Regions from separate parts of the Mus musculus genome. Here region 2 is linked to region 1. Evidence: chromatin contacts called from public HiChIP or PLAC-seq data. All regions are on one chromosome and are shown on one strand. Each heading gives the region's core, a stretch centred on a gene start, on an enhancer-like site or on the middle of the called end of the contact. The rest is flanking DNA. Distances are from core to core; before and after follow the strand shown. Region 1 overlaps Asap1 (ArfGAP with SH3 domain, ankyrin repeat and PH domain1). Region 2 overlaps Gm30632 (a long non-coding RNA gene).

Evidence for each region. HiChIP or PLAC-seq counts read pairs in DNA pulled down with a chosen protein or histone mark.
Region 2: a contact with region 1 is called in a FOXA1 HiChIP or PLAC-seq map of pancreatic cancer cells. The contact joins two enhancer-like sites. A contact is called at or near these places in 2 of 484 Hi-C or Micro-C datasets (uterus and ventricular fibroblasts) and 2 of 115 datasets of contacts at active chromatin or transcription factors (fibro-adipogenic progenitors and pancreatic cancer cells).

The regions. Positions count from the first base shown.
Region 1 is chr15:64,329,351-64,332,593 of GRCm38.p6, reverse strand. All of the region lies in intron 2 of Asap1 (ArfGAP with SH3 domain, ankyrin repeat and PH domain1), which reads left to right. Among named protein-coding and RNA genes, the nearest start is that of 1700010G06Rik, 17 kb to the right of the region's middle. Within about 2 kb of position 1,368, at least 42 of the 459 cell types and tissues checked have an H3K27ac peak or open chromatin away from gene starts, as enhancers often do. A contact at or near this core is called in fibro-adipogenic progenitors and pancreatic cancer cells, where this site is marked.
Region 2 is chr15:64,541,829-64,544,693 of GRCm38.p6, reverse strand. The region is part of intron 1 of Gm30632 (a long non-coding RNA gene); the gene reads right to left. Among named protein-coding and RNA genes, the nearest start is that of Gm30632, 9.3 kb to the right of the region's middle. Within about 2 kb of position 1,588, at least 46 of the 459 cell types and tissues checked have an H3K27ac peak or open chromatin away from gene starts, as enhancers often do. A contact at or near this core is called in fibro-adipogenic progenitors and pancreatic cancer cells, where this site is marked.

The DNA of each region.
Region 1 (3,243 bases), core at 119-2,618:
ATAAATAACATTAAAAAAACAAGATAATTTCTGATGGTATGTAACTTACAAAAATAAGCCCGGGCAAAGAGAGAAGGAAGCATCTGAAGTGGGAGGAGCCAGGGCAGGGAGGAGGGACGATGTGGAGTCAGACCCGAAGTTATGGTGGGGTCAGTTTGCAAAGTATTCTGGGGTGGCATGTGTAAATGCCCAAGGTGTGTGTGAGACAAAAGTGACAAAACCTAGGGCTATGATGTCACAAAAGTCAACGACTTGGACAGTGAGGTCAAGGCTTAACCATGCAAGTCTTAGATTTTTGTCCTCAGTGCTTTAGAAAGTTGCTGCCCCTGGGTTGTCTTCAATGGTGCTCTAACACTGTCACTCTAATGCTGCAAGCTCCTGTTAAGAACCGTAAGCGTGGCTTGTCCAACTTGAGATGTAAGAATAAAATATATTAGTTTCCCAGAGTTCGCATGACAAAACAGATGCAGACATGTTCCACTGATGGCATGTGGATGTGATACTATTTTGCTACATGTGACCTATTATTAGAAGTAATCTTGTCTGTTTCTTTTTTCTCCTATGACTTCCATGGGTTGAACTACATACCTGACAAAGTCTGACTGACTTCCATTGCTGCTCACAGCACTGTGCTGGGCGTAGCCTAAGTTTTTACTTGCTTGGTTACAGCTACCTCTTGACTGGCCCAAGGTCCTACCTTAGGACCTGGTACATCATCTGATGGGTAGAGTCTTTGGGTACCAGGCGTTTAACTTGGATCATCTGGGCTCACATTGCTCCTTGTACCCAAGGCTTCAACCGCTATTCTTCCCCAAGGGATCTTCTTGGTGACCTTAGACTGCACATGGTCCAGGTCAGAACTTCATGGATCTAACTGCCCAGGGGCAGTCCTTCCTTAGCCAACTGGGGACTAGAGTGGGACAGAAAGCACTCTAGCCTCCCTGTCTCTAGAGGCTCTACTCTGAGGTGTGCTTCATAGCATCCTCCAAGGTCTCCAGTGTGGTGAGCTCAGATTACCATCTCTGTATCCTGCTCTTTAATACATCCAAGAATGGCTTTCTTCCCATCTTACTTGCTCTGTTGTCTACCTGGGATCAATTCCCAAATATGTTCTCATAATTCAGAGACTTGACTCAGGCTACCATTCTTGTTGGATCCAGTCTTACACTTGTGTCCAATAAATAGGTGCTCAGTTGAGAAGAGGGACCACCTCTCCAGTATATTATTGTACATAGGCTGGCTGCCCATGCCTAGGGGACAGGGGTGGGGCAAGCATAACAACAGATTCCTTGGCTAGTCTTGTTTGGTCTCTGGACCTCAGGGACAATGAGTATGACAGCTTTGGGTGTGGCATCTTTCTTGTACACACACCCAGGAGGACGGTTGAATCAGAAGTTGAGTCAGTGGGGCAGAGCCACTCAGCGGAGCATAGTCCTCTTGGATTAGCCAGGTCATGGGGTTCAGGGAATGTCTCTCAGAAGGAAAAGGGCAGGCATTGTTCCTCAAATACAATGAAGTAGACTTTTTATGGGTGTCAAGTCTGTATTTTTTTCTGACACCATGTCTAACATCCAATATATGAAGTTTTTTTGTTTTTGTTTTTAAATACCAGATGGTTCTCCAGTTTTATAAGGAAGGCCAACAGGGTACACTGTGATTCATTCTAATCTCTCTCTGTCTTTGTCTCTGTCTCTGTCTCTGTCTCTGTCTCTCTGTCTCTCTGTCTCTCTCTCCCCATGTGTGTATCTGTGTTTCTCTCTCTCTCTCTCTCTCTCTCTCTCTCTCTCTCTCTCTCTCTCTCTCTCTCTGTGTGTGTGTGTGTGTGTGAGAGAGAGGTTATTTATTTATTTATTTATTTAATATATCTGAACATTGTGCTGGATAGTTTTATGCCAACTTGACACAAGCTAGAGTCACCAGCAGGAGGGAGCCTCAACTGAGAAAATGTCTCTGTAAGATTGGGCTGTAGACAAACCGGTAGGGCATTTTCTTAATTACTGATTGGTAGTGGAGGGCCCAGTCCATTTATAGGTGGTACCATCCCTGGGCTGGTAGACCTGAAACAAGCCAATAATCAGTGCCCCTCTATGGCCTCTACATCAGCCCCTGCCTTAGGGTTCCAGCCCGGCTTGCGTTCTTGTCCTGACTTTTTCAGTGATGGACTACACTGTAGAAGTGTAAGCTAAACAAACCCTTTCTTCCCCAAGTTTTGGTCATGGTATTTGGTCATCGTTCCAGAAATAGAAACCTTAACAAAGACAAGTGCTTTGCCTGTGTGTATGTATATGAAGTATGTGTATACTTGCTGCATGTAGAAATCAGAAGAGGACATTGGATCCATTGGGACTGGAGTTACAGTAGTTTTTGGCTACTTAATGAATTCTGAGAATCAAACATGAGTTTTCTACCATGATGTTCTACCCAAAAACACAGGGCCACGTGACCATGTATTGAGCCCTCTGAAACCTCAAGCTCAAATAAATTCATCCTGCTTTAGGTTGTCTTTTTCAGGAATAGATGGACAGGCAAGATGGACCAAATCACTAGCTATTGGTAATTATAGCCTCTTGAAGCCCCTTTCCTTCTCAGAGTTCCTGAAAGAAGAGCTGCATTATCACCCTGAAAGAATTTGGCCCTCCAGTGATTTCCCTTATCAACACATGAAAGTTACTCATCAGCCAGGATATATATATATATACATATATACATACATATACATACATACATACATATATATATATGGAGGCTTATCAGTTATTAATAATTTTAGATAACTCATGGGAAGACCTATGCCTAGTGAGTTGTCTGGATCATGCTGTTATGTGTGTTGGCATGGGTGTTGGAAGAACGGAGGGAAACAGAGGCAATAGACTTTGGTGTGCAGAACATGTCCACTGTACTCATGTTGTTCCCTGGTCAGAGCCAGGCTGAACCATCTCCACATCAAACATGTTTGTGCCCACTGACATGACTCCTTTAGAACAGAGACATGCTTCTTTGCAGCAACATTCAAGACCTCCCCTAGATGTCTTGCCTAACCTCTGGCCTCTCCTCATCCTTCCTCCTTGGCTCTTTAATGTCCCATACTGACCTGTGTGCACTACCTCCCACTGATGTGCATTCCAGTCCCCTGTGTACTTACTTGTACCCGCTGTGTATGGTACACATAGCTAATGCTATGCACTGTGAACGAGCCAAGAGCTAGGTACTTTCTTCTGAGGACAGCTTGACATCATCTGCTCT
Region 2 (2,865 bases), core at 339-2,838, 210 kb before region 1:
TTTATTAGATCGAGGGACCTCTATCCCACAAGATTTTCTTTCTGTAAGTGAAAGAGTATGTCTCACAAATCTCAATCTGGTCCATTGACACAGAATACTAACAACCACAGACACCAACTGTCATTGTGAGAGTTCTGTGAAATAATACAAAAGCACTTAGCTGAGCAGCTGGCTCGACATAGGGTAGCTCTTATTTTTATATTGTATAACTATCCTATTGGTACTATGACAAATTATCACAATAATAATAATAATAATAATAATAATAATAATAATAGTCGCAGCTTAAAGCAATACACATCCATTGTCATATGTTTTACAAACTGGAAGTCTGGAATTCACATTATTGGACTAAAGGTATTAGCAAGATTGCCTTCTTCTGGAGGCTGTGAGCAGATAGAATTGATTTCTTTCCCCTCTGTAGTGTTTAGTATGTGTTTCTTGACTTGTATTCCACCATCTTCAAATCCCAGCACTCCAACCCCTGATCTCACCATCTTTCACCTCCTCCATATCACTCTTAGGAGGATTCTGTGATTACATTATCTGTAATCTACCTACATAATCTGTAAATCTTTAGGCTAATATTTGAAGTCTTTTTACCATCTATGTAAGTAACAGTTGCAGATCTGGTGGTTAGAAAACGAGTGAGGAAGGAGAACCATTATTGATCCAGCCATATAAATTAATAATAATGACAGGCAGGAAGTAGATAATAGAATGAGAAATCTGAGAAGTGCATTGGGAATGAGATTTGGTATGTATTAGGAGGGATAGCTAGTTCTACTTGTGAAGTTGAATTTCTGCCTGCCTGGGTCAATGTTTAAAAACCTCCAGCTAAAGTATTATCATGGCAGTTCCTTGATCCTTAAAAATGCTTCTCTGAGTAGTATGGTATTTGTCTTCCCAACATTATCTCAGCTTTCATACCTCCCTCACAGCCTAGCAGAGGCTTTGAGTGGCACTAGTCCTAGCTTCAGAGTGGGAAGAAAAATCAAGTGGTTATAGGGGTTGACCCAGAAGCAATCATATTAGCCTGAAGGGTCTAATCCAAGATGACAGAGGTAGGTCATGAGAAACCCTATACATGTGATATATGAAAGAAACCAGTCTAATGAGGAAGGCAACAAGCACCATAAAATGCTTCTAATTGTTTTAGTAATAGACCACAAAACTATATCTGAGTCCTGCTTTGGTCTTTTCCATTTTATGCTGCAATTCACTCTTCATTATGAAGCAACTGGGGTTCAGATCTTTCCTCCCTTCACACTTAAATCATCTTGAAGATGAGTAAGATTTCCTACATCTATTTGTAGACAAAGAAACTGGGGTTTAGTAAGAGAACAGACCTGTCAATATTGGAAAACCAGCTAGGAACATGAAAAGAATTCAACCTAGACCTCCGAGATACCATAGGCAGTTTTGGTTCACCAACAATGAATGATGGGTTGGAGCTGCTTAGTTCTTTTGCCCCTTCATTCTGACAGCACTGATGGATATGTGCAAAATATCAGGTGGACACAACTATAAAGAGAGCTGCATAGAGGGTAGAGACCATGTCTGCAACCCCCTCCCAGCATGGTGTATACAGGAGACATAAATCACCCAGAGACTGAGTCACCTCTTATGTAAATATCCTTCTTCCCAGGTTAGCTCTCCTTTGGAGATAATTGCTTGAGAAATATTGTCCCTTGGTTTCTCAGGAAAGCAATCTCAACTGCATTTTAATTCTCTCCAATCAAGATGCTATAATGAAAGCTCAAGAGGAGTAGGAACTAAATTGGCTTTAAAAAAAAAAGAGGGATCTAGTAAGTGCTATGAATTGCTCTAAATCAAATGCTCTGTTGTTTCATTTAATCACCATAACTCTTCGGGTGGTGCCATTATGTTAGATGGTCTCATGGGAAATTGAGGCCCTTCAGACTCAGGTCACTTAGCCTGCGCATGAGTGGATGAGCCCAAATCTGAATCACAGGCATGGATACTGAACACTGCGTACAATTTCCATCGCCTCACATGGCCTTCTCTAAAAATATCACTATGATCATTGTTCCTGGGATATTGCCTAATGCAGTGACCTCAGGAACATCAGGCAGGGCTGTCTAGGCCATCAAACAATAAGAGGAAACATGCCAAAGACACAACAGAGGACAATGAGCAGGCAGTCGATGTGGTGATCAGGTGAATTCACAAGGTAGAAACAAAAGCCCACTGGGTACGAAAGTAACTTGGGAACATCGTGGGGACCAGATGGTTTGATACACACCCCAAGGACAGCTGTGCTCCCAGATTCAGTAATTACCATGTTCTTAAAACAGAGGACAGTCACAAAAAAGACCAATGACTCATGCTTTGAAAAGCATATAAGTTTTTGTCTGGCCCCCCAGAGGCCACCAGGCTTTGACTCGAAAGCAGAAGCTGCTGCTTCTAGAAGTAGCAAGATAGAAAGGGCACCTTGCCACTGAATCTTCCCTCTGCCTCAGCAACGAGCTAGCAGCCCATACCAGAAAATAGTTCTGTAAATCAGCTAAAGTCATCTCATACCAGCTCCCTCAGCAAGTGATAATTATGATATAGGAACTAGAAAGAATGCTTGGTCATCTGGTTCCCTGCCTCCCTCCTCGGGTGAATGAGAAGCTGGCATGTATAAAATACTCAAAGGTATCATTAATGATAAAGTCTGCCATATGAGGTTGTTGCTGCCGGGTAAAAAGCCTAACAGCCCCCAGGGTCTCAAGAGACACTCAGTTCCTTAGCTACAGGGGAATAGCCAGATTATTCAGGACGGGAAAAAAAGAAAAAAGAAATTCCATCTTGGAGGATGTATACAGATCCAGAAATAAGACAAGGCAGAAGAGGGCCTCT